Linked DNA regions of Sus scrofa: region 2 is linked to region 1. A link is a contact called in public Hi-C data. All regions are on one chromosome and are shown on one strand. Each heading gives the region's core, a stretch centred on a gene start, on an enhancer-like site or on the middle of the called end of the contact. The rest is flanking DNA. Distances are from core to core; before and after follow the strand shown. Region 1 overlaps LOC110257252 (a long non-coding RNA gene). Region 2 holds the start of SLC36A1 (proton-coupled amino acid transporter 1).

Region 1 (4,401 bases), core at 1,363-3,862:
TCATGGATACTAATCAGGTTCTTAACCTGCTGATCCAAAACAGGAACTCCCTAGATTTAAATTTAAATTAATGAAAATTCAGTTCCTCACTTGAGAAACTTTAGAAGTGCTCAACAGCAATACATGGCCAGTGTTTACCCTACCCAAGAGAGGAGAACCGAAACATTTTCATGATCACAGAACGTTCTATTGGACAGGGCTGTTCCAGGGCTTCCTTGAGAAAACTTAAGCTGAGCCACAAAGGAAAAGAAGGCGCTAAGTGTTTGGAGGGGCAGAGGTGAGGGAGGAGAGAGGTCAGGGAATGAGCATTCCAGGCAGGGGAACAGCACATGCAAAGGTCTTGAGGTGACAGGAATGTGACAGGTCCCATGCCAGTGTGGTTGATGTGCAAAATGAGGGTGAGTCATGCTGGAGTTTGGATGTTATTTTTTGTTTGCAATAAGAAATTGTTGGAGGGTTTTAAACCAAAGAGGGAAAGGGAGGAAAACAGAGTGTGTGTGTGTTAGATTGACTTTAAAAAGAACACACAGGTTCTGGAAGGATAACAGCAATGGACGTCACAGAGCCCTTTTTACAGCTCATGCATGCCCACCATGCAGTGTGTATTTCAGGCTGGCGTTCTGAGCTGCCCCTTTGAGACAGAGAAACAGGTCCAAGAATTATGCTCTGCTGCAATGGAGCTAGGTCTTCAGATACTAAGCCTAGAATTGGTCTATTCCCCTCATTTTAAATTATTTACAAATTACTGAAAGAATGCAAACTCACTAAAAAACTCTTAAAGCTCATAAACGTTCTGGTGTTCTGTTTTCACACAACGGGAGGGAGAGATTGGCCAATTTGGCCCTGGCCATTTGAGGAATGCAAGGCCAACAATGGTCTCAAAATCTGCAGGTGCTCAGGAAGAAGTGGCTAAATTTTGGTACCGGCTCATTTATTCTTCAATGCCATTTACCTACCAGAGGCCTGCAGCAGGCTAGGCATGCTCTACGTTCTCATGAGGAAGGCAGGCATGGCCCCTGCTGGCCTGGGGGCTTTCATTCTGGCTAGGCAAAGGAAGCACAAGTCAGACCATTTCAGGTAGAAACCTGTGCTGTGAAGGAAATAGGGCAGGGAGCTCAGATGGAACATGGCTTGGATGGGTTGTTCCTTCGGAAGGGGAGATATAACATTTTCCTAAGACTGTAAGAGGCAGCACTGGCCGGCTTGGGGCAGATCACTTGTGGACACACTATCATAGCACCTCTGCCACTAACTTAATCACCGATGAAGGAAGAGATTTAGAGAGACTGAGTGACTTGGTCATATAATAAGGCAATGAAAGATGGGGGGAACTGGAACCTGGGGCTTCCTCCCCCCTCCCCCAATATCTGGATGCTTCTCTCTAGGGAGCTCCTCAGAGTTTCCAAGGGAAAGGCAGCATCAAAGAGAGGCAAGGAGCATGAATCAGCCTGGGGCCCTGGGAGGACAGGGTGGGGCTGCACCAGTTGTTGGCTGCAGCACCACTGATCAGCTGAGCCCATACAGGCCCTTGCAATCCTCAAAGGTGGTGTTTTCACACTCTCCCACCTGTGCTTCCCCTCCCTTTAAGTCGAATCTCTTAAAAAAATATTTAAAGGAAATTATCTCATTACGTTGGGTGGCAAATCAGCATCATTTGCCATAAATACAGATAAACCTTAAAAAAAGAATACAGTGGGAAAAAATTACATAATTATGAATGCTCCCTGGGCTTGAAGGATGCTCTTTTTTGTCAAAAGAAGAAATCTGAGACTTTCTCTTTGAAAACTAAATGGTCCAAAAGAGAATTGAATTACTTCAATTCAGTGTTAATTCATGCCAAATCGATAACGCTCCTAAAATCATCTCTTGCTCCAAAGTGGTGGGTATCTCTCCCTTTGAACAATTCCTGTTTTCCTTGAAGGAGATGTGGGTCCTGGTAACAGAACCCTGCCCCCTCCCCTCCCTCCCAACATCTGCCGCAGAACTGGATTGGGCCCTGCTTAGTCCAATGACCCATCACTGAGCTGGCTGTAAAATCCTGGTGTCAGTGGTCCCTGCCTCAAAGGTCACTGTGTCTGACATAGAGGGTGATAATGATGACATTCCCAACTTAAATGTGAGGAGCTGCTCTTTCCCCACTGTCCAGACCGGTCCTTCATCCCTGGTCCCCTCTCAGGTGTAAGGTTTCAAGGCCACACTGTGAAGAGGCTCAGGCATGTCACAATGTGTGGCTGTCTGCCTTGGTTTTGGCTTTAGGACTTCAAGGGTTAAAATGTGCCCAGCAGGAAACAGAAATAAGGGAGGTAAAGGGGCCGTGGACAGGGAGTCGGAAGTCTAGTTTCCAGGACAGTGGTGTGAGCCTGGATAAGTGCCTTCTCCTCCAGGGTCCAGTCTCCCCTTCTAAGTAATGGTAGAGGGGCCCTGGATGAGATGGTCCCGGCTTCAGACACTCTGCGATCGCCCCGTCTCTCCTTTTGAATAAGTCATCTTAGAGATGAGTAAGGAAACACCTGGGGCCGTGGAGACTTCACAGCCTGGTTTCCAGACGGCCCCCCAGAGCCAGCAGGACCAAGCCAACAGCTCCCCAGCCAGAGGCCCAGAGATCGCTGCGGCGAGCCAGGGCGCCCTCTGGTGGATCAGGGGAGAAGGGCTGCCAGAGCTACGGGCTGCGTCTCACCTGACTGCTACAGCATCCAAGCCCTAAGAACCCATCGACATCAACTAGCTCAGCCCCCTCAGCTTCCAAATGGGGAAACTGAGGTTTGTGGAAGATACTCTATCAAGTAGAATTGTCAGATAACAATCAAATACAGGACTTCCAATTAAATTTGAATTTCAGATGGGACAATTTTTTTTTCTTTTTTTAGGCTACGTCCCATGCAATATTTAGAACATACCTGTTAGAAAATTATTCATGAGGTATCTGAAATTCAAGTTTAACCAGGTTTCCTATCTTTCTGATAAATCTGGCAAGTCAACCTCCAGTCAAGCCACTAAATGCATGTCTGAGCTGGAACTGCAGCCAGAGGCCCAGACACTCTACGACCAATGTCTTCCTCACTCTACGACCAATGTCTTTTGTAGCAGCTCTGCCCAGCACGCAGGGCGTGGGAAATGCTTGTTGACATTATTCTGGGAGAGAGCTAGTGGAGGGATATCTGGATGTGACTCTGATGATCCCAGGAGTGTTTTAAACAGGGCAAGGGAGATGGGTCCTCTCCACACCTGCTTTCTTCCCACCTGGGCACCCATCAAAAATCTTTGAGGTTTTGGTCACAGAGTTGCCTGACATCCCTGCCCTAATTTGATTTACAAGGTTAGGGAGGAGCAAGGGCAACCTCATTTCTCAAGATTCCCCAGGTGACTCTGACACAGAGCAAAGATTAAGACCGCCTGGGTTGGTTATAAGGAAGAACAGGGCACTGCTTGATGGAGCAGATTTTAATCAGTACATATCATTAATTATCAAGCTTCACTGTGCTTAGGAATCATGGTGGCTGAGGAAGGAGGAAGGAGGATGGATTTGCCAGTTCCACTTCCAGAGATTCTGAGGAGTAGACTCAGGTAGGGCCTTAGAACCTGCACCTTTCTTTCTCTCTCTTTCTCTCAGAATCGTACCTCTGACAAGTACTCAGGCTTCACCTATATTTGTGACATGTTTTCTTTATTAAGAAACTAAAACAGGGAGTTCTTGTTGTAGCTCAGTGGTAGCAAATCTGACTAGTATCCATAAGGATGTGGGTTTGATCCCTGGCCTCACCCAGTGGGTTAGGGATCTGGCGTTGCTGTGAGCGGTGGTGTAGGTCGCAGATGCAGCTTGAATATGGCGTTGCTGTGGCTGTGTCAATTCAATCCCCAGCCAGGGAACTTCCATATGTCATGGGTGTGGCCCTAAAAAAGACAAATAAAAAGAAAGAAAGAGAAAAGAAAAAGAAACTAAAACAGAATTGAAAGCAAATACGGACAAATGGTAAAGTTCTGGAAAGCAGACAGTGAGCATACAAATACACATTATTCTATTTTCTATAACAAACATTTCACTAAAGACACTTTTTTTTTGGTCTTTTTGTCTTTGTAGGGCTGCACCCGTCACATATGGAGGTTCCCAGGCTAGGGGTTGAATAGGAGCTGTAGCCACTGGCCTATGCCACAGCCAGAGCAACGTGGGATCCGAGCTGCATCTTCGACCTGCACCACAGCTCACGGCAACGCCAGACCCTTAAGCCACTGAGTGAGGCCAGGGATCAAACCCGCATCCACATGGATGCTAGTTGGGTTCGTTAACCTCTAAGCCACAACCGGAACTCCACTAAAAACACTTTTTAAACTTAGGAACATTTTAGGGGACTGTGATGCAGGTGGTCTGAAGACCACCCCTGAGAAACACTGGCTTAGAAAGCA
Region 2 (4,809 bases), core at 405-2,904, 200 kb after region 1:
AAAAAAACACAAACACACACAGTAAATGTACGAGTTACTTACTATAGCCTAGGCTCTCAACAAAATTCAAAGAGGGCCTTGATCATATTTAAAATAATAAAAGTTAAAATCATTTTCAGCTATCAGCATTAAGCTTAGACATAACACAGAGATAGGAAGAAAGAGGAGGTAGATTTCATGGCAACCACAAACAAGAAGGGAAACTGCCTCCTGGCCAACTGTATTAAGCCTTATTACAGACAGATACTAATATACACAGGGGAAAGAAAAAACCTTTCTGATTAGAAAACAAACAGCCTGAGATGCAAAGAATGGCAAAGCAGAAGGAGCCCTTCGAGATTCCACCCCATCACTGTGCAGACTGGGAAACCTACACCCAGGCAAGGATGGGAGTCACTCAAGGTTGCAAAGCCAACGGTCAGAACTAGAAGAAAATTTCCTGATTCTTCAATCTCGGTTCTTTCCATTACCTCACACTATCTACTTTCAGCAAGCCTCAAATAACTGCAAAACATCCATCCGAATAACCAGCATTCTTCGAATCTGACAAGCTACATTACAAATAAAGCAAAGGTCTTGACAGTCTTTAATGCCAGAGCTCTTCACAACCAGAGCTGGGAGCCACCTACCCCTCCCAGGAGCATACTCCGCCTCTTATTTCACGTTTTGGGATGGTTTACACAAAATTGCGTGACGGTTAGAAACAGAACCTACTGAATGATGAGTCTGCAGAAAAATCCTGAATACTGAAAACAGGGAACCACACCCAGAGCCGGATCCCAGCGAGAGAGAACGAAGAGCTACAAAAGGGGAGTGGAATGAAAGAGAAGGGGACACAAAAGGGTACGGTGACTTCTCACCTATTAAGTTTTTCGCAGGAGGCAGGGTAGTGAAAAGCAAAGAGCCGCTAGAGCTCAGGGAGACTTAGTTTCTCGTCGCACGTCTGCAACTAACTCACTGCATGACCGTAGGCAACCGCCACTCCTTAGACCTCAATCTCCGCAAGAGCCCTAGATGGGGGCTGTAAAAGATAATTTCCCAGAGTCCTTGCGGTTCCTTACTCTACGACTCAAAGACCCGCTACTAGCAAGTTCCAAGCAGGACTCCCACAGCGGGCAGGTCACTTGACCGCGACCTCCTGACCCCTCCAGGAACCTCCGCAGAAGCCCTGTGGTCGTTTGGTAATCTTTCCCATCTGTTTCCACACCTGTCAAACAGGTCAGGGAGGTCATGGGAGAAGAGCGCGAAGGACAAGGGATTCTCCAGCTCCCCTTCTCCCGGAGGGGTATGCACCACACCGCAGCTGCGGTCGGGGAGCCGAGGAGACTCGGACCCGCAGCCCAGGCCAGTCGGCCAGTCAGTGTCTAACCCGAAGCCTCTGCGGCGCGGGGAGGAAGGGGACATGGGTTCAGCAAAGGCGCTGACCCGCCGCCAGCCCCAGCCCGTCCGTGCACGGACTCACCGCTCGGGGTTCCGACTTGAGCTCTGGCTCCTGCTTCAGCCCAGCAGCCCACCTGTCCCTGCCTCAGCGTGGAACCCTTGCCATCTCCACCGCCGGCTGCCCTGGCAGCCGCTTCCGGGCCCCATCACGTGACCCAGGCGCCCAAACCCGAGAGCCGGGTCACGTGCTCCCGCGCGAGGCTGCTGCTTTCCTCTCGCGGGGCTCGGAAACTCAGTTCCGCACCGCCACCTCGCGGCCGGATGCTGCCCCTACAGGCAGCATGATGTGGCTGGGGACCGAGTCGGGCGTGGGAGATCCGAGCAGCTGCCGCCAGTCCAGAGTCGCAGCACCGTCCCCTGAGCTGTGGCTTGTGAGAGATTGCTCCGTTTTACACCCGCGGCCTTTTCTTTAACACGTCTCAATGGGTACTTGTTGCTTTTATCATCGAAAAATAGTACACTAAAAAAAAATCTCCTCTGGTCAGATTTTTAGACGTTTTACACAAACGGGAGCTTGCGACCGGACACAGAACTGTGAGGTAAGGCAACACTCTTTTTAAACATATTTACAATTGTGTGTGTGTGTCTTTTTAGGGCCTCACTGTGGCATATGGAGGTTCCCGGGCTAGGGGTCCAATTGGAGCTGCAGCTGCCGGCCTGCACCACAGCCGTGTCGGATTCGAGCCGCATCTGCTACCTACACCACAGCTCACAGCAGCGCTGAATCGCTGACCCACGGAGTAAGGCCAGGATCCAGCCTGAGTCCGCGTGCATACGAGTAAGACTTGTTGCCACTGAGCCAGGACGATGGGAACTCCTATTTTAAAAATTTAAGTGACCCTTTTATTTATTTTTTTATTATTATTATTATTTTGTCTTTTTGCCTTTTCTAGGGCTGCTCCCGCGGCATATGGAGGTTCCCAGGCTAGGGGTTGAATCGGAGCTGTAGCCACCGGCCTATGCCAGAGCCACAGCCACGCGGGATCCAAACCGCGTCTGCAACCTACACCACAGCTCACGGCAATGCCAGATCCTTAACCCACTGAGCAAGGGCAGGATCGAACCCCCAGCCTCATGGTTCCTAGTCGGATTCGTTAACCACTGCGCCACGACAGGAACTCCCAAGTAACCTTTTTAAATGAATGGCAACATTTCTGTATGTTTGAGGTGTATGTATTATCTAAGCTTCTCTTTCCTCCTCTTAGCAGATTTTACTTTTGAAAATTAACTACCCAGCCAAAAGAAATATATTGCTACAGCTACAAATGGATAAATCTTAAAATAATTATATCTGGATAAATCTTAATTATGCCAAGTGAAAGGGGGGAGGTCAGAAAAAAGAATCTGTTTATACAATATTCTAGAAATTTTAAAATAATCTACACTGACAGAAAGCACAGCAGTGGTTGTCTGGGAATGGATGAGGAGACCAGGAGAGGAAAGAGTGATTAGAAAGGGGCATAAGGAAACTTTCAAGGTGACCAATATATTATCTTGATTGTGGTGATGGTTGCACGAATATATATGTTGAAAGCTATGAAATTTAAATATGTGCAGTTTACTGTATGTAAATCATACCTCAATAAATCTGTTAAAATATTCACTAAATTGTATAAGTAAAACATTAACATATTTTATTAGAGCTATTAGGCAATGTATAAGTGTAGAAATAAGTGTATAAACAGTGGAAATTCCCCTTCTCCAAATTTATTCTCCTCTCCAAAGATTTATAGTTACCAGCATGTATTATCCTCCAAACCCTATGTATTTATAGAAATATCTTTATATAGACATGTGCAGATACCTGGTGTTAAAATTTAGGATCATAAATACCAGTAGTTATTGTTTTGCTTAACACTTTTTACTATCTGTGCTGTTTTCTTTTATTTTAGCCTTTTTTAGGGCCGCATCTGTAGCATATCAAAGGTCCCAGGCTAAGGATCGAATCGGAGCTGCAGCTTCTGGCCTACACCACAGCCACACCAATGCCAGATCTGAGTCGCATATGTGACCTATACCACAGGTCAGAGCAGCACTGGATCCTTAACCCACCGAGTAAGGCCAGGGATCAAACTTGCGTCCTCATGGATACTAGTTGGGTTTTTTTCTGCTGAGCCACAACAGGAAGGCCTGTCTGTGCTGTTTGTATGGCTCCATAAACATGTTACTTTATATAGGTATGTATGTTTAAAATCTCTGTATGTTCTTTTTTTCTTTCTTTCTTTCTTTTCTTTTCTTTTTTTTTTTTTTTTTTTTTTTTTTTTTTTTTTTTTTTTTTTTTTTTTTTGTAGAATCGGAGCTGCAGCTGCTGGCCTACACCACAGCCACAGCAACGCTAGGTCCCAGGCCGCATCTACACCACAACTCACGGCAATGCTGAATCCTTAACCCACTGAGCAGGGCTGGGGAGCAAACCCACATCCTCATGGACACTATTCAGGTTTGTTACCACTGAGCCACCATGGGAATTCCATGTTCTATAAACTATACATATGTTTTTTAAAATCTACGACAGTTGGTTCATTTCACCAGCAAAAGAGAAAAGAATGTAGATTCATGCTCAAAATATGAAGACAAATGAGTTCATTGCATCCGTAGGAAGAACTCCCCAGTGCATTAACTGTTCAGGGCCAGGAGCTGTCCTTGGAATGCTGCTGAGCTCCAGTCAAGGAATGCCCCCTTTAGGTCACCTCCAGACCTCGAATTTCATTGATTCCTTAACTCCTAAAGTTTTATCCCAGGAAAGCAGAGCTTATGAGAATCACGCAGCTCCCCTTTGGAATTACAGATGCAAGTGGGAACTTGCCTCCCCCACCTGCACCTGCGATGCATTAACTAGATAAAGTTCTTCCTTTGACCTGACCACCATACCCTTTTTAGAGAGTCCCTTGAAAAGAAGGCTGCACCATTTGCAGATACTGTTAGGACTCTATCGGTTTTATCATTCTGCAGTCCTAATTAGAAATTAGCATACAATAGCGTCTCCTTAACTTTCCCAGATAGCTTTTCCCCCAATATACAAATCTCTACCTCTGCTCCCACTGTTTACTCAGACAGACCCAGATTTCCAGTGCAGAATGGATGTGTAAATAAGCATTTTGACTCTTTTACTGTTAGAAACGATACAAAAGCAAAAAAGGAAAAAACTCTGAAACTTCTATTTACAGCAACGCCACAAGAGAAATAGAATCCACAGATACCAAAATACCTTCCTGTAAGAGCTAACAAAAGCAGCTGAGATCAGACCGCTTCACTCACTGAAGGGACCCAGGGGTAGGGGGAAGATCTCAGAAAAGCATCAGTAAAAACTCTCCTCTTGCGGGTGAAGAGCTCCCTCAGAGCTGCACAGCGGCATCCCTTTTTTTGTTT

What was found. A called contact is a pair of places that touch in the nucleus more often than the background predicts.
Region 2: a Hi-C map of retroperitoneal adipose tissue shows a contact between it and region 1, with 1.8 times the contacts expected there. The contact joins the promoter of SLC36A1 here to the enhancer-like site in region 1. A contact is called at or near these places in 23 of 47 Hi-C or Micro-C datasets (alveolar macrophages, brain, embryonic fibroblasts and 14 more) and 1 of 2 datasets of contacts at active chromatin or transcription factors (skeletal muscle).

The regions. Positions count from the first base shown.
Region 1 is chr16:71,381,964-71,386,364 of Sscrofa11.1, forward strand. All of the region lies in intron 1 of LOC110257252 (a long non-coding RNA gene), which reads right to left. Among named protein-coding and RNA genes, the nearest start is that of SPARC, 16 kb to the left of the region's middle. Within about 2 kb of position 2,613, at least 15 of the 83 cell types and tissues checked have an H3K27ac peak or open chromatin away from gene starts, as enhancers often do. A contact at or near this core is called in omental adipose tissue and retroperitoneal adipose tissue, where this site is marked.
Region 2 is chr16:71,587,878-71,592,686 of Sscrofa11.1, forward strand. It overlaps SLC36A1 (proton-coupled amino acid transporter 1), which reads right to left and starts at 1,655. Exons shown (of 11, transcript XM_003134140.5): 1 at 1,463-1,655. LOC106506564 (a long non-coding RNA gene) reads left to right here and starts at 316. Exons shown (of 3, transcript XR_002339800.1): 1 at 316-843; 2 at 1,926-1,979; 3 at 3,732-3,763. It overlaps LOC110257327 (a long non-coding RNA gene), which reads left to right and starts at 3,823. Exons shown (of 5, transcript XR_002339802.1): 1 at 3,823-3,880.